Regions from separate parts of the Capra hircus genome. Here region 2 is linked to region 1. A link is a contact called in public Hi-C data. All regions are on one chromosome and are shown on one strand. The core of a region is the stretch at or near the end of the contact, and the rest is flanking DNA. Distances in the headings are between cores, read along the strand shown. Region 1 has its middle 22 kb from the start of CHST3. Region 2 overlaps CDH23 (cadherin-23).

What was found. A called contact is a pair of places that touch in the nucleus more often than the background predicts.
Region 2: a Hi-C map of blood shows a contact between it and region 1, with 4 times the contacts expected there. The contact joins two enhancer-like sites. A contact is called at or near these places in 2 of 5 Hi-C or Micro-C datasets (both in blood).

The regions. Positions count from the first base shown.
Region 1 is chr28:17,579,124-17,584,784 of ARS1.2, forward strand. No RefSeq gene overlaps it. Among named protein-coding and RNA genes, the nearest start is that of CHST3, 22 kb to the left of the region's middle. Within about 2 kb of position 3,723, at least 1 of the 5 cell types and tissues checked has an H3K27ac peak or open chromatin away from gene starts, as enhancers often do.
Region 2 is chr28:17,759,209-17,764,528 of ARS1.2, forward strand. CDH23 (cadherin-23) reads right to left here. Exons shown (of 69, transcript XM_018042178.1): 27 at 4,048-4,196. It overlaps C28H10orf105, which reads left to right. Exons shown (of 2, transcript XM_018042150.1): 2 at 504-880. The coding sequence ends at 880. Among named protein-coding and RNA genes, the nearest start is that of C28H10orf105, 3.9 kb to the left of the region's middle. Within about 2 kb of position 3,368, at least 1 of the 5 cell types and tissues checked has an H3K27ac peak or open chromatin away from gene starts, as enhancers often do.

The sequences.
Region 1 (5,661 bases), core at 2,473-4,972:
AAATATCATCACAAAAGCCTTTGCCACCCAGAGTAAATGATGCCAGAAAAAAATGGCATATGTTTAAGCCAAAGACTCACTACCAGTGACGTGTGTCGGGGAAAGACAGTGAGGCAGATGAACTCATCCATTTTCTGGTTTTATTTCCTTTCTTTCTTTTCCATTAAGGTTTCTGTGTATGTTGATGTATTAATACTCATTAAATAAATGAAAATCTGCCCCTGCGAAACCCCAAATGAAACAACCTCAACCATTTTGGGTTCTCTGTAAGTCCTCAATAGCAGCTGGATTCCTTCTTATGAGCATTTAAAGGAGGTGCACGATGGAAGTTGAGTTGTAGTGAAATAACGTGACAAGCACACAGAGGGTTCCTGGAGTCATCTTTGAGGCAGAAGAGCAGCCACATCACAGGCCAGGCCAGGTCAGTGGGGAGCCAAAGGCTACCCTACATCTGAGCTGGGTATGGGGCTGCTCCTGCCAGCCCACACTCAGCTCCGGTCCTTCCCCTGTGAGAAGAGATGTCACACTCAAGATGGCCAAGCCCAGTTTAAGAGGCGGATGCAGAAGCTCCAGAGGCCCAGCCTCCTCCTGCCCCAGTTTTGACACCACAGCACCAAGTCCCCACCCTCACTGCAGAAGAGGCTCTGGCCACAGAGCATCACCAGAGTATGTGTCGAGGGGCCATTGTAAGTTCCAAGTTGTCTGCTGGGAAATTATAGTGCAGAGGTGGCTAGGCTCCCAAATGACGGGGCTGCCAGGCTAACTGGTAATTGGGACGGATAAAAATAATCTATGGCCAAGGGCAGGAGGTGAGGAGTGGGATCTCCCCCTTGGAGAATCGGGGCAACAACAGACGTAGCCTCTCAGACACTGGTGGAAGGGCCCCGACCCCTTCTGCACGCAGCTTTGCTGCCGTACTGGCTGCCAGGAAGCCACTCCTTTGCCCTGAGTCTGTGCCAGAGGGCCTGCCCCCAGGGTAGCTTCTGTTACCCAGCCTTACAGCAGCTGACCGTCACTTATTCACACATAATCTTGGTAAGAAACAGAATTGAAAATTATAATTCTGGGTTATTTTGCTTTTGTCCAATCTTAGGTGTCTGATATTAAAAAAAAAATACCTGAGATATTTTAAGTCCAGTTTATACAACTTGTAGTATCTTTTGTTTCATTTTATTTAGGAATGACTAGGAAGGAAAGGGGCCTCCCAGGTGGTGCTAGTGATAAATAACCCACCTGCAAATGCAGGAGACATAAGGTGTGGGTTCGATCTCTGGGTCGGGAAGATCCCCTGGAGAAGGAAATGGCAACCCACTCCAGTATTCTTGCCTAGAGAATCCCATGGACAGAGGAGCCTGGCGGGGTCGCAAAGAGTTGGACATGACTGAAGCGCCTTAGCACGCACGCAGGAAGGAAAAATTTATATGCATTAAATTCCCTGGGAGTCAGGTGCAGTGGTGATCCAGTAACTTGTGTTACTGGTGCCCAATTCTAACTCCTGCTCAGCTCTATGTGAGTTTTGGGGCTCTGGGGTGCCCCTTCCTAGGGCTTCAGTGGAAGTCAGAGGAGATGGTTAGGCTGTTAATGAAGGCAGTTTGGACATCATTACTGGGGACAGTTGTATAAAGCTCTTCATCATCACCTATTCCAGCTCCTTGTGAATCTGTTAGGGCATACGGCTTCAGAACGCTGGGGCCAGCTTCCCAGGCTTGAGCGCGGTAAATGTTGCCTGGTGCTGCCGCCTGGTGGTCATTTCTAGGAGAGCAAAGAGTCGGACACGACTGAGCGACTGAACTGAACTGAGTATCGGTTTCCTTGACTCTTGGGTGCTATGCTAGAATTGGCCACCAGAGGGCAGGATTCTCCACACTAGGCATCTGGCTGAGGTTCCCCAGCTTCATAAAAGTCGATTAAAAAAAAAAAAAGCATTGAACTGTAATTCTTTTTTTTAATCGAAGTACAATTTACTTTATAAGAGTTTCAGGTGTATAATTCAGTGATTTCATACATTGCAGTACAATCACCAGGATAAGACTATTTGCTCTCTGTCACCATTCAAAGTCATTACAATGTTTTGAATGTATTTTCTGTTGTATATATTCTGACATAATTATAAGTGGAAGTTTGTATTTTTTAGTCCCACTTAAGGTATTCCCCTCATTGCCCCTGTCAGACCACCACCAGTTTTTCTCTGTATTTCTGAGCCTTTTTCCATTTTGTTACGTTCACTTTTTAAAAAAATTCCACATATGAGTAAAATCAGAGTGTTTGTATCTTTCTCTGTCAGGTTACTTCACAAAGCATAATACCATCTAGATGCATCCATGTAGTTGCAAATAACAAGATTTCTTGCTTTCTACATTAAGTAATGTTTGAATGTCTCTGTGGACTTCCCGGGTGGTACTTTAGTAAAGATCTGCCTGCCAATGGCAGGATGCAGAAGACAGAAGCGAGGCATGTTCAATCCCTGGGTCAGAAAGGTCCCCTGGAGGAGGAAATGGCAACGCACTCCAGTATTCTTGGCTGGAAAATTCCATAATCAGAAGAGCCTGGCTGACTGCGCTCATAGAGTCGAAAAGAATAGGACACGAGTGAGCAGCTGAGTGCACACACGCGTGTATGTGTGTGCTGAGTTCACTTGCTCAGTCGTGTCCGACTCTTTGAGACCCCACGGACTGCAGCACACCAGGCTTCCCTGTCCTTCACAATCTCCTGGAGCTTGCTCAGACTCATGTCCATTGAGTCGATCATGCCATCCAGCCACCTCATCCTCTGTCGTCTCCTTCTCCTCCTGCTCTCAGTCTTTCCCAGCATCAGGGTCTTTTCCAATGAGCTGGCTCTTTGCATCAGGTGGCCAAAGTATTGGAGCTTCAGCTTCAACATCAGTCCTTCCAATGAATATTCAAGATTGGTTTCCTTTAGGACTGACTGCTTTGATTTCCTTACTGTCAAGAGACTCTCAAGTATCTTTTCCAACACCACTGTTCAAAAGCATCAGTTCTTCAGTGCTTGACTTTCTTTATGGTCCAATTCTCACTTTCATACATGACTACTGGAAAAACCATAGGTTTGACTGTACAGACATTTGTTGGTAAAGTGAGGTCTCTGCTTTTTAATACACTGTCTAGGTTTGTCATGGATTTTCTTCCAAGGAGCAGGTGTCTTTTAATTTCATTTAATTTCATGGCTGCAGTCACTGTCGTCAGTGATTTAGGAGCCCAATCTCCATTTTCTGTGCCTGTATGGATGACACACAGGTGGCTTCCATATCTTGGCTATTGTGAATAGTGCTGCCAAGAACACGGGAGTGCATTTATCTTTTCAAATTAGTGGGAGTTTGTGTGTGTGTGTGGAGAAATACACAGGATTGTGTCACACGGTAATTCTACCTTCAATTTTTGCTGTAATTGCCACGCTGTTCCCTCAGTGACTGCAGGAATTCGCATTCCTACCAACAGTCCAGGACGGTTTCATTTGCTCCATGTAATCACATGCTTGTTACTCCTCGTGTCTCCTAGTCTTTCCTGTCCTGCCGCGGCCCTGGGCCACCAGCTTTACCTCGACTCTGCTTCCTCTTCTATTTCCTCGCCCAGTTGTCAGTGCGGTCACCGCGAGCATGTCCCAATTCAGTGTCCAGTGCTTCAGGATCCCTAAAGACAAAGGCCAGCTCCCCCCGGATTTCCCAGGCAGGTGAAGCCCGCCAGTGCCCCCGAACCCTGCGCTTCCCTGCCTGCCTCCCCCTCCCTCAGTGAACCACACACACTGGGCTGTGGCTCTTCTGGAGCTGACTTTCCAGGGAGAGCAGATCGTTCTTGTTCAGAGCATTTGCTTCGTTCAGCATTTTGTGTCCTGTCACGTCTAGATTGTTCCAGAACATTGTCATCATGCCGAAAGGAAAGCCTGCACCCTGACACGGTCACTCCCCGTCCTGCTCCCCCAGCCCCTGACAGGTCCCGTCTGCTCTCCCTCCCTGTGGGTTTGCTATTCCTGGGTAGTTTATAGAAACGGAAACGGTGGCTCTGGGACCCAGCTTCCTTGCCCTTCTCAGAGCGTTTTGGAGGTTCATGCACACTGGGGCCCCTCTGAGAGCTTCGTTCTGCTCCATGGCTGTTATCATTGCAGCCTAACTGGCCTCCTGGAGGGCCCCAGCCTTTCTTGCCTCCAGGATCCCCCACTTCCGGCTCCTCCCTCAGCCTGAAGCTCCCCTTCCCTGAGCAGCACCTGAGAAGCTCCGATGCCTTCTCCAGTTTCTGTCTTGCCTTTGAGGATGAACAAGATGTCCCCTCAAGTGCTCTTAGAGCACCTGCCCTCCTTCAGAGCCTCTGAGTATTTGTTTATTTTTATTTTATTTTTTTGGCCACTCCACGGGCCAATGGAATCTTAATTCCCTGACCAGAAGTCAAGCCCTCGGCCCTGCAGTGGAAGTGGAGATTCTGGACCGTGGGGAACTTTCTGTGAGTGAGCTTTGATTTGGGTGCCTGTGAAGTCTTTCTGCAGGCTTGCCTCCTCCAGTAGATGCCGCATCTCGGCAGGCCCTGGGCCCCTCTTGCTCACCCCTGTGTCCTCCGTGGCTGCTGGGCAGTCCCTGACTGGCACTCTGGAGGTGCTCCAGCGTCTTTTCAGGGTGGAATGAACAGTGAATGGTGTTTTAAATCCCTTTTAGGGATGCACTGTTTTATATGTGTCCAGTTCTCTGCACTTCAGATGCCGTGGCGATCAGAATTGGCATTGGCATCTAAGAACTTGTGGGTCTCTGGTGCCCACTTCTGTATCCTCCTCAGCCCTGTGTGAGTTATGGGGTCGGGGGTACCCCTCACTAGGGCTGTAGTGGGAGCCAGAGGAGATAGGCTGCTAATGGGGGCACTTTGGGCTTCATTACTGTGGACAGTTGTATCAGGTCACTCCTGCCCTGGCTCTTCCTTGTCACCTGTTTCAATCCCTTGGGCATGGGGCTGGGTGTGGGGCTTCCAAAGACTGGGAACCTTTTCCCAGGAGTGAATGCAGCTAATGTTGCCTTTTGCTGCCCTCTTGTGGTCATTTTTAGGCTAGCAAGTGCCAGTTTCTTTGTCTCTCGGATGCTATTCTAGATTTGGCCACAAGAGGGAAGGATTCCTCACATTCAGTTCAGTTCAGCTCAGTTCAGTTCAGTCGCTCAGTCGTGTCCGACTCTTTGCGACCCCATGAATCGCAGCACGCCAGGCCTCCCTGTCTATCACCAACTCCCGGAGTTCACCCAAACTCACGTCCATCGAGTTGGTGATGCCATCCAGCCATCTCATCCTCTGTCGTCCCCTTCTCCTCCTGCCCTCAATCCCTCCCAGCATCAGAGTCTTTTCCAGTGAGTCGACTCTTCACATGAGATGGCCAAAGTACTGGAGTTTCAGCCTCAGCATCAGTCCTTCCAAAGAACGCCGAGGACTGATCTCCTTTAGGATGGACTGGTTGGATCTCCTTGCAGGCCAAGGGACTCTCAAGAGTCTTCTCCAACACCATAGTTCAAAAGCATCAATTCTTCGGTGCTCAGCTTTCTTCACAGTCCAACCCTCACATCCATACATGACCACAGGAAAAACCATAGCCTTAACTACCCAGACATTAGTCCTCTGGCTAAGATTCTCTGTGGAACCCCAGCTTTGTGAAAGTTTTGAAAACAACATTGAACTG
Region 2 (5,320 bases), core at 2,118-4,617, 180 kb after region 1:
GAGAAGCCAGGTGTTCAGATATTTAAGTGAAACCTCGTTTTTTTTTTTTTTTTTTTTTTAAAAACATCCACAATTAATTTAAGTTTATAAAAGCACTGTAAGAACTCGACCAGTTTGTAGCCTTGGTGGCAGATAACTGCTAGGATCCTTGCCCTCTGCAGCTATAACTGATGGTTTGTTCCTGGTCACAGAGCAAGCTAGGGAGGGGATTGGTCTTAGATCCCAAGACTCTGTTGTGATTCATGAGAATTGACTTTAAAATGCCAGAAGGCATTACCCTTCCTGCCTCCTCTGTGACAGGCAGGCAGGGACTGTAGCAGAGGGAGGATCTGAGTTCAGGCCCAGCCCCATCACTCTCCCGCTATGTGACTTTAGACTTGCTGCCTCTCCCAGGCTCACTGTTCTCACCTGGAAAATGAGCGCAGTGCCCAGCAGCCATCAAAGCCCCCTCCCCCTCCAGTCCTGAATGCAGCGCATTTGCTCCTGTCTCATTCCTGTTGCAGGAGCCATGAACACAGAGGGCCCCAGCCCCCTCGCCTTCCTCACAGCTCCAGCCACTCCGGGGAGGCTCTCAGAGGCCATTGACCCCATCCCCGTGCTCATTGCCCTGGCCTGCATCTTCCTTCTGCTGGCCACCTGTCTGCTGTTCATGACCCTCTGCAAGCCCCGGGCACTGGACCCGAGCCGCCGCCGGGCCCGCGAGTGCATGCCCCACCACCCAGGGAGCCCCAGCGAGCCCCAGCTCCGCCTCTGGAAGCGCCTGGGCTCGCTGCGCCGCTCCCTGCACAGCTTCCGCCGAGGCCGGCCTGCCCCCCGGCGCCCCCTGCCGGGCAGAGAGGACAACCACGACTGCGACTGCACGGAATCTACCAAGATGTGACAGGGGTGTCCTCCAATTCCATCCACAGACCCTCCTGCCTTGGGCAGAACCAGGCACCTCAGGCTGCAAGAGGGCAGTGGCTCAAATAACCTGGGCCACAAGCCCACTGCCAGCGGTACCCTGTGCACTCAGGCCCGGGGCCTTTCCCAGGGATCGTCCCCCGGAAGAATGCCTTCCTTCCTGCTGCCGCTTTAGCTGCTGCCGGTTGGAAGGCTCCTGGACCCGTGACTGGGCACCTGCAACCATCTGGACCCTTGGCCCAAGGCTTTCAACGGTACAAACCTGGGGCCCCCAAGGCCCCTCTCTGACCACCAGGCACCAGCCATCTCCAGGAAGCAGCCCCCCTTCTTCCCAAGAGAAGCCCTGCCCACCCTCCAGGTGCCAAAGCCCCATTCAGATTCCAGTGCCAGTTGCTGAATGGCCAAAGGTTCCCTCCAGCCAAGCGAAATACTCGGCCATGCTGGGGGCAAGGGAGTGTCCTGCCCTCTGTGCCAACTCAGTGCCCGAGGCAAAGAGGAACCCAGGGAATCCTCTCCCCCGACTTCCTGGACCTTGCCTGCATTTGCCTGTAATCCGTGGGAGCAGCCAGCACCTCTGGTGGTAAATCGGATGCTGGGTGCCTGCTAGGAGGAGGGGCATTCTGGGGGCTCTCAACACACCTAGCCAGTCACAATCTTGGCTGCCACTTTGGCACACACCCCCCTCAATGCACCTGAGCCAGGATGGATGAGGAAGGGGCTGGGAATGACTTAAGAAGCTCCTTGCAGAGGCCAGGACTGGCGCTGTGTCAGAGCGGGAGGAGGCACTGTCCGCAACTGGAGGTGATATTATCCGGGCTCTGAGAGCATCGTAGAGGCTCCATGCCTCACCCAGGGAAGGAGGCAGGCTTCCTCCAGCTGGGAGGGTCCAGGCCTCTCCAGGATAGCTGTGGAACCTCAGGCCTCGACCACACGAGGTGCGCTATCTTATTTTTGGTGATTGCTTCAATGACTGGCTACTGTCAAAGCAATCCCACCCCAGGCTGGGCTTCTCAGAATCCCAAACCTTCAACCTCTCCTCGTAAGGTTGGGGCTAACCACTTTGATTGGTCCCCAATTTGGGGGGCTGGGCAGAGGGGTCTGAACTGCCCAGCTCCTGCCCCAGAGACTCATCTGTCTAGGGTCACCTGTACCCCATTAGGGACTGATCTACATAACCCTGCTCCAATCCACAGAGCAGCCAGGCAAGTCTTCTCACAGAGTGAGCTCTGATTCTGCCACTCCCCAGCTCCAGAACCTTTGTTGGCTCCCTACTGCTGGATCAAGCCAGAGCTTCTTTGTCTGGTGCTCGGTGCCCATTGGGAGCTGACAGCGAATGATGTTTCTAGCCTCATCTTGACCCAAGACTCCAGGCAAACTGAAATATCTGTCCACCGTGGGCTACAGCTCACTCAGCTCGCATGCCCTCCGTGCAGCCCTCTGTCTCCACCTGAAGCTTCCTCCTGCTGAAATCAAGGGAGGAAAGGGACCTCTTCTTTGGGCAGTGTGGGTCATCCCCGTCATGGCTGCTCCTTTCTGCAGGCCTGGGAGGTCCCCACAGAGCGAGACCAAGTCCAGCCCCTCATCTGCCTCACCAGCAGCAGACTCAGAGGCATGGGGCCTCTGTTTACTGAGTGAAGGGTGGCCCTGTTTAGTCCCAGGGGCACTTTGTCTTCCCTTGGATGCCCCTGCAGAGAAGTTGTCTCTCCCAGCAGGCCCACTGTGCCTTCCTCTCAGGTCAGTCTGACATCTGAGAGCAAGTCCACTTTGGCTAGAAACTTACTTCCAGGGCCTTGAGAAATCACCAGAGCCTGATTTTCTCCCTGAGAAACGGGGAGAGTCGGGGACTGCCTTATATTACTCAAAGGCTCTAGGATCTCACTCTGAGTAGCTATATAAATAGAAACCAAGTCTTGGGGTTTAGAAAGCGGGGCAGGCCTCCTCCCACAGCGCAGTAACCTCTTCCTGTGCAGGTTTTCCCCCCGTCACGTCTACCTGAGACACCCCATGCTGAATTCTGCCTGGAGTTGGTCACCATATCACCCCCGCGCCAGCATGCTCTGCCTGGCATGTGGTGTCACAGGGTGGGCAGTAAGGCTACCCTTGACCTGAAGGACAAAAAGCTGGAGGCGGGGAGAAGAGGGCTCTCAAAGGTCTGCTGTACCCCCATCTGTGTTCCCAGGTTGATCCTTGGAGACCTGTGTGAGCTGGGGGTGGCAGGTGCTAAGTTTTAGGCTAGGAGAGAGTGGAGCCCCATGGCTTAGTATGGTGGGTGTCTTTAAGACCCTAGGGGCTGAGGCTGAGAGGGAGAAAACCTTTTTCTGGAATCAGCCCCCAGACCCTGCCAACCCATGGCTTCCTGGACTCTTGGCACCTCTGGGAGTTAGCACCCTGCTCCCGGCTCCCCTCCTGCCCCACACCTGGCCCTGATGCAGGGAGGTGGGCAAACTGCCAACCTCCCACTCTTGGGCCCCTCCCAAGCCTGGGAGCCTGTCCCAGCGGGCAGGCCCAGATTTGCTCTGTTTGGCTCAGCCTCCAACTTGGAAACCCCACAGCTGGTGAGGAGGGTAATTCATGCCTGGCCTCCCTCCCCACCCAGCAACTGAGGCCTCCAGGGAGGGTTCGGGAGGGCACCCAACCTCCTTTTTCAGGTCCCTGCCTTCCTCCCCCGAGGCCCAAAGCTGTGGCTCCTGCTCCCTGGGCAAAGGAGCCCTTTCTTTTTGTGCCTGTTTATTTCCCAAGAGGGGAGCTTCAGCCAAGAGCCCTGTGAAAGCAGCTCTGTTCTGGGCTGTGTTGGGCCCTGGCTCTCTCCTCCTTTCTGGGAAATGTGACGTCTCCAGCTCCCTCCTGCTCTGAAAGGGACTTCTGGGTGCAGTGGGGGACGGGAAGAGGCCTGTGGGGGACGGAGGGAGTGGGGAGAGGAGGGCCAAGGCCTTCTGTTTTGGGCCCATCCATCTTGGGTTACATAACTTGGGGGCTTACTCTCCCCAGGGGGGAGGAGGGCACCTGGTTCCCTCTTTGGTTCCAGCACTGGCTGCTTGGGAGCAGCAGCTGGACTGGCCCATCTCCCTCCTGCCGCAAGGCCACTGAGCGCACACTCTGAACTGAATGTGGCCCTGCCCGGCCCCCGCTCCACCCGCCATCACCTGCCTGCACGATGCTGTGGCCCTCAGGGATGTCCTCGGAGACGCTGGCCTCATAGCTGCTCTGCAGAAAGATGGGTCGGTTGTCATTCACATCCAGGACGGTGACAAACACGGTAGCTGTGCCCGTGCGCCGCTTGCCCACGGGGCCGTTGTCTGTGGGGGGCCGAGGAGGGTGGTGTTAGCAGCTGCCTGAGGGGCACGCTTCCGGGTGCCAGCCAGACTCTGTTCCCCCACCTCTGCGAGGGGGTGGCTCTTTTTCTCTAGGTTAGGAACAACACTAACAGTATCTAACATGTCCCAAGAACTCATTCAGTCCTCACAACAAGCCTGTCAAGTGGGTGCATTATCAGAGGAGGTAACTGAGGCATGGAGTAGGTTGAATGGTGGCCCCCGAAAGATACACCTATTGCAACTTCCTGGGAACCTGTACATGTAACCTTACAGGGAGAAAGTGACTTTGACGATGTAATTAAGGATCCTGAGAGGAGGTATCCTGGATTATCTGGGTGGGCTGTAAATCCCATGACAAGGGTCCTTATAAGAGAAAGGCATGGGGGTGGGAGAGCACAGATTTGACACAGAGAGGAGAAGGCCATGTGAAGTTGGAGGTGGAGACCAGAGTCCGGCGGCCACAGGCCAAGGGACACTTGGAGCCACCAGAAACTGGAAGAGGTGGGGAAGGACCCTCCCCTAGAACCTTCAGAGGGAATGCAGTCCTGCTGACACCCTAATTTTGAACTTCTGGCCCCCGGAGCCGTGAGAAAATAAATTTGTTCCTTAAGCCACCAAGACTGTGATCATGTGCTTCAACAGCCCTAGGAATCAGCTACAGGGACTGAGACGACAAACCCCACCGCTGTTGGGGCCAGGAGGGTGTGTCTGCCTCCGGGGTAGCCGTCCTCTGCTCCTGTCCACACTAGACAGGCGGAATGGGGCCCAGGGACACCAGATGTTCTGATTCCTCAAGAGAGAGCAAATATCTGAGCTTTTGACTAAAATCTCCTGATTTTTAAATGTCCAAAACTATCTATCATTTCTCATGAAACATGGGATGGGTCAAACACGCCTGCAGGACAGACTGGGCCTCTGCATTCAGTGATGTGGGCTCTGCCTGATTTCTAAGCCTTATGTATTCAGGGATTCTGCCCCCTCAGTTCCTGGAAGGACCCTCCCAGGGTTGGGTCATCCTTCTTGTGCCCAATGCTGCGTGTTCAGGTAAGGGCGGTCACCCCAGGGAGGAGAACGGGTAGCTGGTATTGGCTGAGGACCAGGGGTGA